2 separate regions of the Arabidopsis thaliana genome follow, and region 2 is linked to region 1. A link is a contact called in public ChIA-PET data. All regions are on one chromosome and are shown on one strand. The core of a region is the stretch at or near the end of the contact, and the rest is flanking DNA. Distances in the headings are between cores, read along the strand shown. Region 1 holds the start of AT2G35900 (Mal d 1-associated protein). Region 2 holds the start of EDA12 (embryo sac development arrest 12).

What was found. ChIA-PET counts read pairs in DNA pulled down with a chosen protein or histone mark.
Region 2: an H3K4me3 ChIA-PET map of shoot shows a contact between it and region 1, with 11 read pairs. The contact joins the promoter of EDA12 here to the promoter of AT2G35900 in region 1. A contact is called at or near these places in 22 of 26 Hi-C or Micro-C datasets (callus, cotyledon, flower and 6 more), 2 of 2 datasets of contacts at active chromatin or transcription factors (seedling and shoot) and 3 of 3 other capture datasets (root, seedling and shoot).

The regions. Positions count from the first base shown.
Region 1 is chr2:15,070,360-15,073,286 of TAIR10.1, forward strand. AT2G35900 (Mal d 1-associated protein) reads right to left here and starts at 1,470. Exons shown (of 2, transcript NM_129149.4): 1 at 973-1,470; 2 at 1-213. The coding sequence starts at 1,181. AT2G35910 (RING/U-box superfamily protein) reads right to left here. Exons shown (of 1, transcript NM_179923.2): 1 at 2,528-2,927. The coding sequence ends at 2,866.
Region 2 is chr2:15,103,345-15,106,271 of TAIR10.1, forward strand. It overlaps EDA12 (embryo sac development arrest 12), which reads left to right and starts at 1,372. Exons shown (of 4, transcript NM_001336584.1): 1 at 1,372-1,725; 2 at 1,814-1,918; 3 at 2,009-2,174; 4 at 2,358-2,775. The coding sequence starts at 1,393. The coding sequence ends at 2,509.

The sequences.
Region 1 (2,927 bases), core at 220-2,719:
AATAAGCTGCTTGTCATCTCTTCAGCCGCATCAAAGAAACTCTTCATTCCGCTCAAGAAATGGCGTTCGATGGCGTCTACATCTCTGCGGAGTCCCGGGAAGTTTAGCGGGTTTTTATCCTCAAACTGATTCGGAAGAGCGGATCTTCCCACCATCTGGTCTGTCACATCCTCTTCTGTGTGCTCTGTGTTGGATTGAACGACTTCAGAGGGCCTAAAGCAGATACAGAACCAAGGGTAAATCGATTTAGTGATTGTCTAGAGGCGCGAAAGGTAACAAACAATCAAGGTGCTTGAACATTTTAATGGCTCAATCTCAAAATCACACATGAAAGGGCGAGAAAGAAAACAAGAGTTGTCTTCCAAAGGAAAGCATTACATTTAACATGGAATAACTCATATCACAGGTAGCAAACAAACAAACATGAAGCTCGCCGAATACACAGAAACTGTGATGTGATACTCTATGCATCTTCTTCTTATATGAGAATACTCCACTTACTTAACCCAAAAAAGACTAACCAGCAGTTGCTCCACTTACTTAACCAAAAAAAACATGCAAGTTATAACACTACAAAGATGATAAAATCATAAGAACTTTTATAATGAAACATTTTTACCATAATGGTTCAGTGATAGAGAGTCCTTTCGAAGAAAACAACATCAAACCACAAGAAGTAAGCAATGTAACCATTCCAGTGCATAAACACAACTATCTTTCTGCAATTCATATTAGTAAGCTTAGCATCAGAAACACAAATTTAGAGTCAATCTTTAACTATTGGCTTTTAGCTTTTACATAACCACAAAAACGTCAAAATTTTTTAACTCAGAGCTCAAAACAAACACACTTCATCTATTTGATCTATAAACCCTGGAGATTTGTTTTCCACATGTAATTCAAAATCTAAAAGCTTATCTTTTGCTTAATTAGGGTTATGATCAAAAGCGAGAAAATATCCGAAACACTCACTTCCCAAAACAGTGGCGGAGGATTTCTTCTGTTTTGTCGCATTTCCTGACGAACTTTCCAGGCTCGACCTCCTCCGTCTTGCACTGAGATCTTACCACCGTGGTCGTGGAGCAATTTTCGGCGGCGGCGGCAGAATCTCCGAGCGGTTTATCGGTGAGATCAGCACCGGCTTTAGAGGCGGATGAATCGTCAATCCAGATCCAACCCATAGCTAAAATTCGTGATGAGATTCTTCTTCTGTGTGTGTGTGGATTCTTCCTCAAGAAAAACTCGAAGCGTCCGATTTGTTTTTTTATACTCAGGCCTCTTTGTTCGTGAAACCGACTTACCGGCGCGTGAGGATTTTCTTTTTCTTCACGGGTCGGAAAAAAGTTTGAACCAAATCAAACCAAACTAAAGTAGTCAAATTTCTCAATCTGAACCGGAAGACCGCTGGTTAATAGATTTTTAACGTATGATGCGTCTCAAATTGTTTGATTTATTGTATTCGCGTTTAAGATCCACTCATTTTATTACCTTGTATCTTATTCTTTTTTTTCATAGATACTTTCTTAGTAGATCAGAGTTGTAACTAAAATTTTGAGAAATACTTAGACATTCACCATTACATAATAAAAATGTTTAGAATGTATCAAATATTTAGAATTTATTCAGTATTTAATTTTCTTATTAAGGAAAATAGATTATATAAAAAGTAATAAAAGTTGAAGTTAAAAGATGGGAAAGAAAGATTTTTTGGGTAAATTTTTTGACATTGCTGTGAACAATTGGGTCTTAGTCAATTTCTCAGGGCCCAATATGAAAGTATTCATCATTAATTCTGGCAGATGGGCCAAAATATTAAGAAGCCTAGCACAATAAGTCTTAAATCAGCATCATTGCTTCAAGTTGAAGCCTTCGACGTTACCGATGATGGTTTGAACGACCTCGGTTTGTCTTGTTATGAAAGGAATACAGAGCCGAGAGAAAGAGCATATCACTTTTGAGTGTTTGTAAAAATGAATTTGAGCATATCTTTGGTTATTTCTGGTTATTGAGTCTGTTGACTATAAACGATTGTAACAAACTCTTTGAATCATTAATGAGAAATTGAGCTTTTCACCATGTTTTCTCTCTCGATCATGGTTCCTAATATTTGGAGTAATATTTTTGTTTACCGAATACTTTAAATAAGATAAGAGTAGTTTTATCATGGTCAACTCATTTTTATCATCTCACCTACTTAATTTCAGCCAGCTTGAGATTGGAGACAAAAACAATCGTTTTCAAGTGTTTTTTTTCTTCTTGATTTATATCTCTTAATCAACGTTTTATATCTTTTCTTAAGGTCCTCATAAAAGTCTTTTTCTCATATCATCATATGTATTGGCTAACGGTTTACCCAATAAGACAAATACGCTGTTAAATATCTGGTTTTGTTTAACAAAAAAAAAATTGCTAATAAATAAACCATATGATTGAGAAAGATTGTCAGACTGACTATCAAAAACGCCTAATTGATTCGATCCCATTATCTTAAGTTCCAACTTGTCCTCAAACTCTTTTTTTTTTCTTTGACGTCTCAATATTTAAAATGATCTCTCAAAGTTCAATACAAGCCAAGAAACATATTTGCCAATATTCAAAACGACTTTAATTACTCTTTCTTGGTACGTATGTATAGATAAACTCGTTCACATTGCTTAAAGAAAAACTAATCCAACAAAATTGTGAAAAATTCATCCTTAACCTCCTTTCTCTTACAAATCTTCGGCTTCGAAGAGTGTATATACAGTGATCAGTTAGTGACCAAAAATAACAAATTTACAAGGAATTAAAAGAAGAATTAATAACGAGTTTAAGCCGGAGATTAGTCAAGATTTCGATTTCTTCGGTTATAAAATAAACAAATCACTAGGACATTCTTGTGGCGGCCACGGAGGAGGCTAAAGGGACAACCTCGGCGAGGGGAGTAG
Region 2 (2,927 bases), core at 122-2,621, 33 kb after region 1:
TTCTTATTTATTTTATTTTCATTTTTACAAATTTTTGTGTATAAATTCACATTAAAATAAAATGCAATGCCAATCATATTTGTTGGAAGAAACAAACTTATCCTCTTTCTTCTATCTTTTCAATTGATTGGGATTAAGGTTCATAGAAAACAACATGTGTCATAATAAAGTGAGTAGCATGTACTAAAATAAACTATATATGAAAACTAAAGTTGTATTCACATTGATGTAACTTGTGCTTCCAATATTCATAAATCTGTAAAAAGTCAAATTTCTTTTAAGTCAGTTCCAGAGAAAAGTTTACATGTCGTACGAATCATAAATTCTAATGTATTGTACCAAAAAAGAATTTTGCTTGGAAGTTTGCTCTGCCAAAAGAGAATTTTGCTCTTTGACATAAGACTTCGTTGTTTTCCTTTGTATATACCGTTATATTGACATGTTAAGTTATCCAGTCGTATCTTTTAGGTGAAACAATCAGTATATAGAAAGAAGAAAAAGTGTACACATGTTTTTGTCCAGCCCCATTACCAATATACCGATCTGGATATCATCTAGCTCACATTTCATGATAAAAGCAAACTCAGATGGAATGTGTGTACTGGGCTTTATTGGGCTAAACTTGAACTGAGCTTTTTATTTTTAAAAATAAATAAAAGAAACAACAAGGCCGATGATTTTTTCTTAGGTCTAAAAAGTCTAAAGTAAACCCATTTGTATTGTTTTGTATATAATATTATATAATTTACAAAAATATTGAAACGAGTAGTTCTGATATTTTGTTTCTATACTTTGACATGTTTTCGTGCACAAAGTTCCTCAGTTTTTTTTCCCAAACAACAACCATTTCAGAAAATCTTTCTTCTTAGAAATTTTATTTCCCAATTTGAATAGAAATATAGATGGAATGGAAGGCAACGACTTGAAATAATAAAGATAAGGTTGGACATCTAAAGCCCATAAAACAAAGCTAATCCATGTACCATTGTCATCCACAAAGCGTCTCCACCTAAAGCCCATTTTGGATCCAAAATTAAATTTATTTGTAAGAAACAATATTTCTATTTTGTCATTTTACTTGCTGATCAAGAGTCGAAAAAGATGCACGAAAAGAAACATACACAAGCGAACACAATATAACTAACACTAATAGGTAATAGTTTCTGACACGTGTAGGCATAATAATTGGTGGCTACGTCCCTGCGGCGGTTGCAGTAACGATAAACACTCCACCACTAAGAGCGTCTCATCACACGCGCCAATTTCACTCTTACGATGGAGATAATGGGCGAGTGGGATAGTGTATCACGTGACATTCGCAGACACAACTCGCTTCATAACTGAAAAAATTAATAATAAAAAATGGATATGTTTGTCTTTCTCTAATGTTTCATGAACATCTGTAACGTCAAACCCACTTTAAAAGCTCTGCTTTTTGTGTTTGTTTTTGCTTACTCTCAAAGAAAGTGGTTCAATCTCTCGATTTCCATGGCGAGGAATCATCAGTTCCGTGTGGATTTGGAAGAAATGGGGTTTCGTTCTCGTTCTCATCTGTTCCTCAACGAGTTCGAAACGTCTGCCGGAAGATTCAACTTGCTCAGCCGTAACCACCGTGATCATCTGTACGTTTCCGACGTTGTGGATACACTCTCTGAACAGTTCTCTTCGATGTCTCTTCTCCATCCTAAACCCAGACTGGTTCCTACTTTGCCTTCGAGTCTCCAGGTCATTTCCTTTTTTCCTCTGTTTCATTACTCTGTTTTCACATTTTCTTCACAAGTTTCATGTTTTTGTTTTGGTGTGTCTTATGCAGTCTTCTTTAAGGCCTAATGGTGTTAAAGCTTATCAGAGATTGTACCGAGAAAGGCTCAAGCTTGAACCTTTTTATGAACTTCATCTTTCAAGGATCCGCAAAGAGGTAGTCAAAATGCAAACTTTTCTTACTACTCTCTTTTGTCTCTCCTTTATGCACCGTTTGATGTTTTTTATTTTGAGTTGGTGATTGCAGTCACAGCAAGATAGAGCTAAGGTTTTACAGAGACAAGAGGCACGGCTACAGAAGAGAGGTTTGGTTCACCGAAACGGTAACGTTTTGAAGGAATCTGTAGGAACCGGCGTTTTTCACCCTCTTCAGCGTCCAACTTTCAAGACTTTTGACCCTGTGAAGAAGCATAGTAAGCTACTTCACTTGTCTTCTTCCAAAACCTTCTTTTATGTTTAAAATAAGGTTTGGTTTGGTTTTGTTTTCTTCTCTTGAAATTCTCTTTAGTTACTGAGACTAGCTCTTTGCATGTTTTAGGTTAGTACACAAAATGGAAAAAAAATCTGACCTTTTTTTGTTTACTTGTCGAAAGCAGATCAAAGGAATCGGAATCAAAGTGAGAAGGAGTTTATGACCAAAGAAAAAAGAGGAGTGATGACTTCTACAACGCAGGAGCAGCAACAGAAAGAGGAGTGTCATTATCATTTGCCTTCAGACATGGATTTCTCCAAGGACTGGACTTTCTGATGGAACAAGTTCAAGTAGTTACTAATTATTAGATCTTTTGGGTATTAAGTATTAACTAGGAGGTAAATAATAATTAGGGACAAAGTTTGAAGATGACCAAGTGGATTAAGCTTGATTTCAAGGTCTAGATACCTTTTTAGTATGAACTAGTTTTTTGGTCAAACAGCTTGTCTCTTATCTCAATTTCCGAATTGTACTTAAGTTTCAGTATTGTTGTTATCCTATAATGGTGGGCTAAATCCAAAATTCCCATACTAGCAATCTAGCATCATATTATGGTGGTGGGCTAAATCCAAAAATCACATCTCTGTTCCTATTGGGCCATATATGTTCCTATATCCAAAAGAATTGGAGTTGATTTTCTTTTCTATTTTCATGGTCACAAAACAAATTTCCTTGACCATGGACTATAAATTAC